Linked DNA regions of Mus musculus: region 1 is linked to region 2. A link is a contact called in public HiChIP or PLAC-seq data. All regions are on one chromosome and are shown on one strand. The core of a region is the stretch at or near the end of the contact, and the rest is flanking DNA. Distances in the headings are between cores, read along the strand shown. Region 1 has its middle 9.6 kb from the start of Smim38. Region 2 overlaps Ano1 (anoctamin 1, calcium activated chloride channel).

The links. HiChIP or PLAC-seq counts read pairs in DNA pulled down with a chosen protein or histone mark.
Region 1: a contact with region 2 is called in an HNF4G HiChIP or PLAC-seq map of pancreatic cancer cells. The contact joins two enhancer-like sites.

The regions. Positions count from the first base shown.
Region 1 is chr7:145,214,317-145,221,144 of GRCm38.p6, reverse strand. It overlaps a transcript of Tpcn2 not described here. Among named protein-coding and RNA genes, the nearest start is that of Smim38, 9.6 kb to the right of the region's middle. Within about 2 kb of position 5,399, at least 37 of the 459 cell types and tissues checked have an H3K27ac peak or open chromatin away from gene starts, as enhancers often do. A contact at or near this core is called in pancreatic cancer cells, where this site is marked.
Region 2 is chr7:144,675,071-144,681,605 of GRCm38.p6, reverse strand. It overlaps Ano1 (anoctamin 1, calcium activated chloride channel), which reads left to right. Exons shown (of 26, transcript NM_178642.6): 2 at 2,827-2,972. The coding sequence starts at 2,865. Among named protein-coding and RNA genes, the nearest start is that of Ano1, 60 kb to the left of the region's middle. Within about 2 kb of position 2,740, at least 39 of the 459 cell types and tissues checked have an H3K27ac peak or open chromatin away from gene starts, as enhancers often do. A contact at or near this core is called in pancreatic cancer cells, where this site is marked.

The DNA.
Region 1 (6,828 bases), core at 4,150-6,649, 540 kb before region 2:
GCACCCTCCAAGAGGGCCTTCATTGCTCTTGAGCAGATCTATCCCATAGAAACATCATATAGACACCGGGGGCTGAAGAGTGGCTCAGCGGTGGTTAAGAGACTGTATTGCACGGCCACTCTTGCACAGGACCAGAGTTCAGTTCCCTGCATATCTGGTGGCTCACAGCGGAACTCCAACTCCAGTAGATCTACTGCCCTCTTCTGGCCTCTGCAAACACCTGCACTCATGTGCACAACTTCACACAGACACATGTAGATAATTTAAAGGAAAAAAAAAGTCAAGTGTTGGAGGCCCAAGCCTTTAATCCCAGCATCCATTGGGTAGAGTCACATAGATCTCTGTGAGTTAGAGGCCAGCCTGATCTGCATAAGGAGATGTCAGCCCAGGGATACATAGAGACCCTGCCTGTCTCAAAACAAAACTAATTAACAACCAACTAACTAATTAAAAAGAAATCTTAAAGGTAAACTACTTAAGAGGATGCTGAAGTTTTGAGTTGGCCCCTTAAAGAGGCCAGAGGAAGGAGGTAAAGTGGACATTAACTATGTCTGCATGTGACTGACACTCAGACCCTGAATTGTGCATTCCAATTCATCACCATCAGATTGTCATAAAAAGACTCTGCCTGTTGAACTCTGCATATTGATCATGGTGCTGAAGTTGTATTTAACAGCTTCAGGACAGGCAGTTGTGGCACACTCCTTTAATTCTAGCACTTGGGAGGCAGAGGCAGGGGAATCTCTGGGTTCAAGGCCAACCTGGTCTACAGAGTGAGTTCCAAGACAGCCAGGGCTACACAGAGAAACCCTGTCTTGAAAAACAACCAAACCAACCAAACCAAACCAAACCAAACCAAACCAAACCAAACCAAACCAAACCAAACCAAACCAAACCAAACAAACAAAACCCAACAAACTTGGGTCTTCTAGAATTGCAATCTGTACCCTTAACCAATGAATTCACTCTCTAGCCATCATCACCACCACCATCATCATTTGTATGTAGCTCAGGCTAGCCTCGAACCTGACATGAGCTGAGGATGACCTTGAACTTCAGATCCTCCTGCCTCCACTCAACCCAGTACTGGAATCCCAGGCATGGGTCACCACACCTGTTTTGGGGGGACATGGGGGATCAGACTGTGCGTGTCCTAACCACTATACCTATTGGGCCACTCCTCCAGCTCTGCATCTGGTCTTGAAGTGACTTCTTTGCTGTGAGGCTGAGGGAGGTAACAAGGGGTGCGTGGGAGAACCACACTGAACTGCCCTTTGTGAGGCCCTGGAGAGGAGCAGGGGAGGAGACACAGAGAGGTCTGTGTAGTTTCTTAGAGGCGAAGCAGGAAGCCTGCCCTGGTCATTGGGATGTTGGGACGAGCTCACTCTGGGTCTTAGCCTGTGGGCCTGGCATTTGCTGGGTGCCAGCTGCCTGTGGTCCTGGGGTTGGCACAACAAGTCTGGCCGCCAGCAGCAAGGTGGGTGGGGCGTGCTGAGGGGCAGCATCCATCGCTCCAACAGTCCTGTGGTCCTGCCAAGTGGTGGTGGAACCAGGCCCACGTGTCAAGGTGCCTGGTAACTGGATGGCTATGTGAAAAATGCCAGGGGTGTCCACAGCCAAACCTTCATATTGGGATTCTGGAATCAGGCGGATGGTGGCTGGAGCCAGTCTGTTTGTGCAGGGCGGCCTGTGGGAAGGTGCCCAGAGACGGGACAGATTACAGCCAAGGGTATTACCCGCTGGGCTCAGGGTTAAGGGAGAAGAAAATAATCACAGACAACAGAAAGCACAGCTGCCAGCCCTCCTGGGTCTGAGACGGTGGCTCTGGGCACAGAGGGTAGGGTCAGTACCTTCTGGGTGCCTGGAGATGATGCCAGGCACACACTCGGTGGCATTTCTAGTGCACACAGCACCTGGGATCATTTAGGGGGACATGATAGTGTTTTCTTTTTTCTTTTTTCTTTTTTTAAATCAGAAGATCTTAAAATATGTAGCTAGGTTGGAGAGTGCTTGTGCCTCATGCACAAAACCCTGGGGTTCTGTCCCCAGACTGCATGGGCTGGGCATGAGGGTGCATATCTGCCACTCTAGCACTGGGAAAGTGGAGGCAGGAGGATCAGAAGATTACAATCATGTCTCAAAAGTGTGGTGCCCTGAGGCTGCACCCATCCGTGGGGGTGTTGATAGGGTGAGGGACGTTTTCTTCAATGGTTTGGCTTCTGGCAAGGCGGTCCAGGCTTTTTCAAACAACCCCATTTGTGCTCCCATAAGCAACCTTAACGGGCTCTTTGGGTCATACACACAGAGACAAAAGTAGAAAGGAACTAGTTATGAACACACACACACACACACACACACACACACACACGAGAATATGAAAACGTCACAAAGAGGGCCATCGTGTATCATTACTGTATACTAATACAAGGCTGCTAGTCTGCAGACCCATTCACACATTTACACAGGATTCAGTGATGTCCCTGTAAAATTCACACCCACTCCCAAACTCCATATACTTGGAAAAAATGACCTGGTTGATGTAATTAGTCACAGAGAGGACACCATGCAGTAGGGTGGGCCATGATCCAATGGCTCTGTCCCTTAGAAGAATGCCACAGTCAGAAACACGAAACTGTGGGGAAAAAAACCCTTGATGTCATAGTGATGTGACCAAGAAATCCTAGAGCTCTCAGACCCTGGAGCAGGCAGGAAGGGCAGTCTCCAGAGCCTTCTGAGAGAACGGCCCAGTTCACACCTTGAGGTTGGACTTCTGGCCCACAAGGTTCAAGACACTTGGGTTGAGGTGCTGTCCTGTGGTGTCAGCCAAAGTGGACAGATAGCTTGACACTTGTCTAAGATGGCTGTGGTGCTCAACATTTATTATTGTTTGTTTGTTTTTGACTGGGTTGTGGATGTCCTGAAACTTGCTATGTATAGGCCAGGCTGGCCTCTAATTCAGAGATATGTATGCCTCTTCCTTATGTGTATGGGATTAAAAACATGTTTCTCAGGACGGTCTGTCTAGGAGGTGGGTGAAACTTACCTCACCCTGTTGTCAGCCCCGTGCCAGGCAGTGACATGAAGGGGTTCTGTCCTCAGTCAAAGGACCTCAGCGGTATGCATGTGTTGAGAGGGTGTGGGCGAGAGGTAAGCCTGAGTCAGAGCCTCAGTTCTGATGGGAGCTCTATAGAAGAAGCTCTTGTCTATATTCTCAGCACTTGGTCATTGATGTAGGAGGGTTGTCATGGGCTACAGAGTGAGCTTGGGCTAGCCTGGGCTTCAGAGCAAGACCCAGTGTAAGCAAACAAAAAACCAAAACAAATATTCTCGGTTTTTGCTCCTGCTCTACTGTCTCCTGGCCAAGTGATCTAGAGGAGTCACACCTTTGTCAGCCTCTTCCATATCTGTTAGATATGTCAACTCTGGTTTCTGCTTTAGAGACTGCCATGAGGATCTGGGGGAGAAATGCCCCTTGTTCCTGTGTCCCTTAGAATGTAGCTCCGAGCAGGGCTTTGGGGAGGGAATGGTCAGGGACTTAGAGTTCCTTGTCTCTGCCTGTCACCCATTATCTCTGTCTCCATATAGCTATCTCCATCAGCCCTTGCTGACTGTAGCATCATAGCACCAGCCCCAGAGAGGGGGCAGGGACATTGTAAAAGAAAACAAAAAACAACCCCCCTGGCTGTTCGTGTCTTCTGTAGTTTTCTATTGATGTCTCAAAAGAGCTGAGCCCTCCCTGCACCAGTGTGGTGGGTCTGAGTGGCTGTCACCCTCCAGGACTCCTTCATTTGAAGGTCCACCTCTTTTGGTTTTTGTCCTCAGGGTCTGCTCAGCACTTCAGTCGTCCTAAGCAGACTGCCAGGGGGGCTGTTCCTACTCTGACACCCAGAGGTCTTTCCCTGCAGGTCTGTCTGTCTTTGTTGCTTCTGACAGGCCACTGTGGGGAGCCAGCAACCATCAGGGCTCGGGGCTGTCCCGTGTAGATGTGTGTGGCTGGAAAGGTTCCCAAGCAGGGACATTTCTATGGGTCACAGGGTCTCTGCATAGATCACTTGTCTTGCCATCCTAGGGCCACACAGGTGGGGGCTGCCACATGTTTCCAGGAACACATGCAACCCTGCTGAGGAAGGCACCCAGGCATTTCTCCTAGAGCTTCCTGTGTGTCGTCCACACACAGCCACCAGCAAAGGGTGGGTACAGACATGATGGTGACCCTCCATTCAGGAGGAGGAAACTAAGGCCCAACAGCAGGGAGGTTAGTGGGTGGGTGGGGTAGTGGGTGGGTGGAGTTGCTGGGGAAGGGAGCTGCTTTCCTCCCTGCTGGAGCCCCACATTTCTGCCTCTAGATGGGGCCTGTGGTCCCTAGGACAGTCCACATTTCCAGAAAGCTCTGAGCTCTTGTTTTTCTGTATGGCAGATCTGTCAGGCAGAATCAGTGTGGAGTATGAGGGCTCTTCAGCAGGAGTGGAGGTACTCCATGACCCCCTAAGTGTCATCTGCAGTCCTTCTTGCAAGTACTTGGGCTTCTCCAGTGGGGGAGCAGCACCCCTCTTTGGGGCCCCTGCAGACCCCAGGCCTCTCTCTCTGGCTTTCCCTGCTTCGAGTTCCCCACAGAGAACTGTGGAGCCCCAGCCTGTTCCTCACCAGTGGGCCTGGAGGGATCCCTAGGAGAGGCGTTTGACTTTGTGGGCAGGTTTAGGTTTTCTTGGTGACCATAGCCTAGAGGAGTCTGGGAACATTCTGAGGACAGGTCAGTAAGAGCTCTGGCCTTTCCGTCCCTCTCTGTGAGCAAAGTCCCCAATTTTTCTTTTTGTCCTAAACACAGGCGAAAGGGGAAGTGTCCCTGGAGACAACCTTAGGAGCTTGGGAGGAGATACAGAAATAGTCCAGGCTGGACATCTTGACACCTCAGACTTGCTAGGTGACACTGGGTGACAGGATTTTCTGGGCCTCAACTTCCTCTTCCATAGCAGCAAGGGCAAGACTGGCCAGGGACATGACCTTGAGGCTACAGCTCACCACTTAGCCCAAGTTCAAAGACTGGACAGGGCTCTTTCTGACCCCTATCCTCAAGTCAGTGCAAGGGTGTGGCTTTGGGGTATAGAAATTCCAAGCAATAGTTATCATAAAGGAAAGGTGACATTTAGGATTTGTTTTCTCCGTTTGATGCTATTTTATACAGATTTCAGTGGCTCAGCTGCTATTAACCCAGGGCAGCTTGTTGCCAGAGCCCCTTCACTCTGCCTCTTTGCTTCCAAACTCTGCCCCCACAGCATGGCCTGTGTTCTGTCCCTGTGGCTTTACCTGTTCTATAACATTCTATCACTATCTGCGGCAGTATCCTTGTGCTTGGCTCTTGTCACTGTCCACCAATTGTTGGCTGGCTATGCCTGCAGCCTGGGTGCCTGTGGCTTGCCTATTGCTCAATATCACATGAGCCCCATGGCTGGTGCCAGGCTGTCAGAATAGGAATAGACCGGAACTTGATTTCTTATCTTCTCGTTGTGTCCAGATGAGTAGCTGTGAGCATGGCATCATAGACATTCATGCCCCGTCTGTGTGGCTGTGGCTGTGGTTTCTGTCTCATTCATTCTGGTATTGGTCACATTTTTTTCAGACAAAATGCCTGATACAAGGAGCTTCAGAGAGAAGGGCTTTGTTTCAGTGTACGGCTGAGGCTCCCTGGCCCTCCTGCCTGCTTGACACCTTCCCATCAAAGGTTCATCACCTTTCCTGTCTCCTTTCTCATGTTCCCAGAAGAGGATAAAAGGGAGCCTCAGAGAGTGACCATCGACAATATCTAATCTAATAAGGCTGCTCAAAGTGCTGGGTGCATGTGTCATACCTCCAGGAGCACTTAGGATGCTTAAGAATTCTTGTGTGTGGTGGACGGTACACTGTGGCTGTTCAATAAATATCTAGAGTGCAAATACATGAATTTGGAGTTCCCCACCTGGCAGCACCAGGCACGAGTCTACCGGCATTCAGATTTGATGTTTCGCGCTCTCTGCACTGCTGTTGATTGGTTGGATCTAGAGCAAGGGACTAAGTAGTGAGATACCCTGGAGCTGGACCCAGAGACTTGGAGACCTGCTCAACTGAAATCAGGCCCACTATGGGCTCAAGACAGAACTCAGTTTGTGGAGTGCCTGCATAGCATTCACAAAGACCTAGGGTTCAGACTCTAGAACAGCATAAACTGGAATGGTGGTTCCCGCCTGCAATCCCAATATTCAGGAAGTAGAGTTAGAAGGGTCAGGAATTCAAGGCCATCTTCAGCTACATAGTTTGAAGCTGGCCGGGGCTATATTAGACCTTGTTTCAAACAAAACCCAATACAAAAATCACCTCACCAAGTGGCTAGTTAAGAAGAGAATGGCCCATTAGAGACAGGACCTGGTGTGGCTGGGTCTTAGTGGTGACCAAGGACTGTCCCTATGACTAGCCTGCATACAGGCTTCTGTTCTAGAGGGAGAGGAGGGGATCAGAGCTGGAAACCTTTGGCTTTTGGATAACTCTAGAAGTGCCAGCTATCAGAAGCCTGTTCTGGGAGAGGCTGGCTAGAAAGCAGGGTGGCTACCACAGGTGAGGGCTCAGAGGGATAGAGCTTTTCCCCATTGTCCCACTACCTGCTTGCTCAGACCCCTGCATCTCTGCTTCTCTAGTACCCAGACAGCACATCTTCCAAAGAGACACCTGGTGATGGGGATCTTGCCCACCCAGCACTGACCTCCAGCTCCCCCAGCTAGCCCTGGGGGGTACAGGAGGTACAGACCTCAGAGGCTCCAGGGACCTCCACCACAGGGACCATTTCCTGCTTCTGACTGC
Region 2 (6,535 bases), core at 1,491-3,990:
TGGTGGTGGTGGTGGTGGTGGTGGTAGTGGTGGTCATCAAGATTTCAAGACCCAAGAACTCTGGGCCTGGGCTGTGGGGACCTGGGGACAGCATGTGTCCTGTAGTAGCTACTTGTCTCATTGTTCTGATAAAGCACAACTTAAGTGAGGAAGGGTTTCTCTGGTTCACAGTTAGAGGGCACAGTCCATTGTGGGAAGGCATGGAAGCAGGAATGTGAGGATGATCATGTTATGTCCACAGTCAGGAAGCAGGAGGATGGACACGGGTGCTCCCCTTGCTCGCTTCTTTCATTCACTTTGGGACTCCAGCCCACGGAATGGTGTCCCCCACATTCAAAGCAAGTCTTTCCACCTCGGGTAACCCAATCTAAGCTCCATCCCAGACATGCCCAGTGGTCTGTCTCCTGGTGATTCTAGAACCTATCAAGTTGACGGCCTGCATCAGCTGTCTCAGGATTCTTCCCAGCCCATCTGGCCCCCACACTGCATTGTGTGGAGGCCACTCCATGTCCTCTCTGCCCTTGCTGGGTCATCCCTGAACTGCACATTCAGAAGCCATGGAGAGGGAGGTAACCAGAAGAAGCAGAGAATGGAAAAGGAGAAAATGCAGTCTTCTAAGCAAGTAGTGTCAAGCCCTTGCCAAGGCAGAGCGCAAAAGCAGGCCAAACCTGAAAGAAGAGCCTTAGCTCAGCTTCCTACACCATGGCTGGGTGCTGTCTGGCGAGAAGACAGACAGCTGTCATGTCTAGAGATGGTCCCCATCTGGCAGCTTTCAGGATCTTTGGGAATAAGGCCAGGAGGCCACACCTGCCCTAAAACCCCCTCAGGGTTAGAGGAAAAATGTCACTTCCCAAACACATGAGAACACCAGAGCTTCTTGTCATACATGCACATACACACATGTACACACTTCTACCCACACACATACTCACATGCACGTGCATGCACTCTTACACATGTACTCACACAGAAACATATACACCTGCACACACAAGTACTCACACATATGCACGTACACATTTTTAGCATAGCACTAAAGTTCCACCCAGTGCATCACACATGATAAGTATTCTACAACTGGGTCACATCCCTGGCCCTGATCAATTATATATATTTTTTTTTCTTTTAGAAGAAAAAAAATACTTCGCCGGTTCCTGGGAGATCCTTGACACCTGATCATAAATTTAGGAGGAGGGTGTGCTCCGGTTTCACAATGCCAGTTGTTTATCAACAACAGTATGAAGTTACATAATCCTGTGTGTGACTGTGTGTCTTTCCAGCCCAGTCCCCTGGCACAGTGGAGGGTGGAGGAGGAGGAGAGCTGTTTGCTGCTGGGATTTGGCCAACTTAATGCATTTCTTAAATCCCACTTTAAGGGCACTTGGCACTTATGGGAGTGCGTAGCTCTAGGACCCAGTAGCCTTTTCAAAACCTCTCCAAGTTCAAAGTTACTTAGAGTAAACGGGAGCAGATGACTGGCAGAGAAGAGGTAGTCAAGACAGTGACAAGATGGCAGTCACATGGCTAAGCACACACAGCAAGGGAAGTTCTCTGTGATCACCACAAGACAGGCCTGTGAGCCTGAGAAGGCACTGCTTGGCTCTTTGAATTGGGAGCCTGGAGCCCAGTACCTCCTGTCTGTCCCTCCCGTTCCACCTCTCTAGATCCGGCCTGGGAATCACCAGAGGCTGTTTTGCTCCTGGTGACTTTTCATGATGACTTCTGGGGGGCCTTGAATGTTGTCATGCAGCTGCAAGTCCAGTTGGTGGGAGTGTCTGCTGTGGGAAGCTGGTAGCCCACCAGACAAGGTGCTGAGTGCAAGTTCTGAAGCTGAGGTTCAGACTGGGTCTGAGGACAGTGAGAGGTTGAGGCTGGAGAGCCCAGGAGGGTGTCCTGAGGGACAAGCACTCTGATGCCCACCAGAAAGGTAGAGGAAAGAGAGGCCACCCCTGCAGAAGCTCAATCAGGACAGCAGATGCTCCTCTTCCTCCTCTTCCTCCTCCTCCTCCAGAAGGGAGACTTAAAAACACCCTACTGTGTACAGGGACCTTGCTAGGTCCTGGGGTGAGAGAAAGCACAGGCTTCTAGTCACTGCAGGAGATGCAGCTGGCCTTGGAGGGTCAGATCAGGGTGCTCTGCAGCCTCTTAAGTCCTTAAGAGAAAACAAAACCCCACCAACCAACCGGTCAGCATTCTCTCCTGGTGGGCAGGAGTTCAGTTAGCTGACATACACTCACCCCTGTGGAGGAGATCGTCTAAAAGCTCACAGGTGGGGGCTACAGTACTTGGGAGATGATGGTGGGGGAGGAGGTCTACACAGGAGGGGTCCCAGGTGATGACATTGTGGTTAATCTGTCACCTCCTTAGGAAACAGCAAAGTTAGCTCCGGGCCTTTTTAAAAAATTATTATTATTATTATTAGGTATTTATTTCATTTACATTTCCAATGCTATCCCAAAAGTCCCCCACACCCTCCCAGCTCCAGGCCTTTTTATTTAAGGTGTGGTCTGGGGCACTTTCCCTTCGAGTAAGAATCCTTTCCACCCTCAAAATTTAAAAAACAAAACTCTAAACGGGCTCTGACCCCGGGTAAAAATAAAACTCGGAATCCTTTCTTCCTGTGTTTAAATTTCTACGGAAAATCTGACCCTTGTGGCCGCCGCCCCTGCGCTTATATCTTTAAGGCGGAGCCGGCGCGCGGCCAAGTTCACGGCGCGCGGGCGCCCTCGGGACGGGCCAGGTGGCGGCAGCGCCCGGGAGGTCGCGAGGGAGGAGGGAGCGGCCACGTCCCGTCCGCGCCAGGCCAGCACCGCTTCTCCGTTGCAGACGCCACCGGGGTTGTGGATGGGGAGCGCGAGGCCACCATGAGGGTCCCCGAGAAGTACTCGACGCTCCCGGCGGAGGACCGCAGCGTCCACATCGTGAACATCTGCGCCATCGAGGACCTGGGCTACCTGCCGTCCGAGGGCACGGTGAGTTCGGGTGCGGCCACGGGTGACCTCTCCACAGTGCGCAAGGTTTTTGGGGTTCCCAGCCACGCACGTGTGGCCTGGGAGCGCGCTGCTGCCGGAACCAAGTGCACGCGACCGGCTATACTCTGCGCGTCCTCCCACTCGCGGAACGCAGCGCCAGGGGTCCCCAGAGTGTCCCTGGTGTCCTTGCAGAGCCCAGCCCAGGGTTTGCAGTGTCTCTGAGGTCCCTCTCAGTGCTATGCCCAGAGTCCCCAGAGTGTTCCTGGGGTCTCTGCAGCCTATTGCCAGGGGTCTACAGAGTGTTCTGAGTTTTCTAGTGTCCTCGAAGTACCCACAGCGCCGGACCTGAGGTTTACCTGAGGTTTACAGAGTGTCCCTAAAATACCCAAAGTGCCCCCCTGAGATCGTCACAACACACTGACTGGGGTCCCCAGAGTGTACACAGAGCCCAACTCGGGGTTTGCAGTGTTCCTGGGATCCCAAAATTGTCCCTCGAAGTCTTTGCTTGTTCCTGGGATCTCTAGAGTGTCTCAGGGTCCCCACAGTGCCCAGTCCGGGGGTTCCCAGTCTCCTACGCATACAGCCCAAGCCTGGATGAGACCCTCCTTTCCAGGCCCTTAGCCAGGAGCAGCAGGGTGGGTGGGAGTAGGAGTCAAGGGTAAGGATCAGGTGGCCACCAGAGTGAGCGAGACCACTGCGCCGCCACCCGGTGGGGTTCGAGTCCTCCTGCCTGCAGTGCTTAGATCTCCAGCCCAGTGCAGCTGGCACATGCTCAGACTCAACCCAGAGATTGCCAACCTCAATCTAGTCCCTCATCCCCTCCCAGCGCCTTGGGCACGGGTAGGGGTGCAGGGTGGAGCCAGTCACCTGGTTGGGGAACCCAGTACAGAGGTGTCCCCTCTACCATAGCATTGTCCCTGGGGCCAGACAGCAGGTCACAGGGATTCCTGGTGGCACCGTGTGTGTGTGTGTGTGTGTGTGTGTGTGTGTGTGTGTGTGTGTGTGTGTGTGTGTGTGTGTTGGGAGGGGGAGGGAGTGGGATTCACTCCTGATGAGTCTGGTTTAAAGAACAAACTTTCCCAGAGCCCGGGTGGGGGCGGGGCACTCCCAGCAGGCACCAAAGACCAAAGAGCTTTTTCTTTCTTTCTTTCCTTTTTTCTCTTCCTTTCCCCCTCACCCCTACCCCCAGATCCCTCAAGGTCCCTATCTAGGCTAGAGGGAGCATTGCTGTCCAATGCCTGGGGCTCTAGCCTGGGGCTGGAGTGGAAGGCCCAGCTTGAGGGATTGCCCCAGCCTGTCCTAGCCTGGGGCTGAGAGCCTGAGGGCCTGGGTGAATACACCCAGAAGCCTAATGGGAGCTATGGCTTGGCAGTGCAGGCTCAGGCTGTGGACAGTCTTGGCAGTCCTGGGGTCTCAGTAGAGGAGTGGGTGGGGTTCTACTGGGTGGTACCAGAGTCCTGGGGAGCCTGGGCCAGGAACAGCTCTTGATGGACAGAAGCCTTCTTGTCAAGTACAGGATGGAAACAACCTTAGGAGCTCAGGGGACATTTGAATAGAGCTGTGAGTTGGGCCTTACTGGGCCTTGCTGGCCCCTAATGTCCCCTGGGCACCCAGAGAGAGGGAGGGCTCTGCCCCTTCTGGAGCTTAAAGAGATCAGATGGAATGCTCCACTGTGTCTATGACAGGACCAAAGGACAGATGCCCAGAGTTGGCTAACTGCTTCTTAGCTTGCTTAACTCAAAACAATGAGGACATGGTGTGTGTGTTGGGGAGTGTGTGTGTGCATACACGTGAGGGGGGACTGCTAATACAATTTGGAAAACTGAGGCCCAGAGGGACAGGTGACTGCTTCTAAGTCACCCATCAGTTAGTTGAAAGACAGCTGAGGGAAACCATAGCAAGCCTGCCTGTGAATGGACATGGGGGGTTGGAAGAGGAGGAACATCCATGGGACCCAGAGGCCAGAACATGAGGACTCCAGTTAAAGGCACTGGAGAACCATGGTTGCCAAGGTAATAAAGAGGTGTTATTGTAGAGGTGGCCCCATGGGAGGGGACTTGAGTGAGCAGAGTCTGAACTAATGGTCCTGGGCACTGGACTTCCCATCCAGAGACCTGTTATGTGCTCACACCTAGCAGCCACCAGTGACCCCTAAACCAAAGTCATTGAGTTCTTGATCTCAAAGGTGTTACGGTCCAGAAACACGTGGGTGAGCCCAGAGGAGGGTGGTGGCCCTTCTTGTGCACACAGCTTTTCCTAGATGCTTATACAGTGTTGCAGGCCAGGAGGCCTGTGGCTCTGGATCCCTACAGGTCACACTCAGGGGTCATGCTGGGACTGTAACTCTGAAACCTGAGGTTCTGAGCATCCCCATACACTCCTGCCACCTCCATTAGTCATGGCAGAGTCACCCAGCAGAGGAAGCCCAATGCTCTTGAAAGCCAGAGGGTGTGGGCCACACCTTCCTTCCCTAGAGGAACAGCCTTAGAAAAAAACCCTTAGCCCAGACTGCAGCCCCCAGGCCGTCCTCCTTGCCAACTCCGTTTCAAGGGAAAGGGGGCAGATCACTCCATTGGTTCAGTCAAGAGGCCAGAGCATCTGGGAAGGCAGAGGCCAGGTGAATGGGACTGGTTTCCTTCATTGTCTCTACTGAGGCCAGGTGAATGGGATTTAATTTTCTCTGTAGTGATCTTTGAGTGCTTCAGTCTTTAACCCAAGTTCTCCATGGCCTGGGATACCCACACCCTGAAATACCTGCTGTGTGGGTGTCAGCCTGCCTGCTGGGACAAGGGCATAGGCTTATCTGCCATCAGAGACTTCTGTTTATAGATTCCTGGACAAGCCCAGTGATCGGAAATGGATAGCTTGTGCCTATGAGTCAGGCACACACACACACACACACACACACACACACACACACACACACGCGCGCGCGCGCGCCTGGAATAAAAATGAAGTTTTACATTGACATTCCCTGGAGTTGGACATGGTAGCTTCAGGTTGCAATCCAAGAACTGCAGCATCTGAGGCAGGAGACTTGCTGAGAGTTTGAGACCAGCCTGGGCTACAGAGTGAAACTCTATCTCAAAATCAACCACAAGGCTCTGATGCTCCTTACCCATCTGGGATCCAAGTCTCCGGACCAGAAGCAAGATCTCCGGCCTCTAATGTTGTCTTTCCCATTTTTAAAGAAGTTCCGAGATTTTTAGATTCCTTCAGAAGCATCAGTATTTTGTCACAGGCTATTTGAATTCAGCCTGTGCTCCAGGGACAGAGGCGGGTAAAGCACATTTAGGGTCCCAGCACATTTAGGGTGTGACCATGGGGCCCTGCCAATGCCTCCTGCTCTGCCCAGCAGCTGGCACCTTCCTTGTTTGTAGTGCTGGGACAGGATCTGCTGTCCATCTTTCTCTAAAAACTCCCTGGGGGAAGTTCTTTCCGGGAGCACTTCCCCCAAACTCCCAGGAGAAACCATTCAACCCCTGCAAGGGTCCCTCCCATTCTCTGTGGCCACAGCACATAGTGGTACCTAGATACAAGCGTCTATTGTTCATTTGTACATG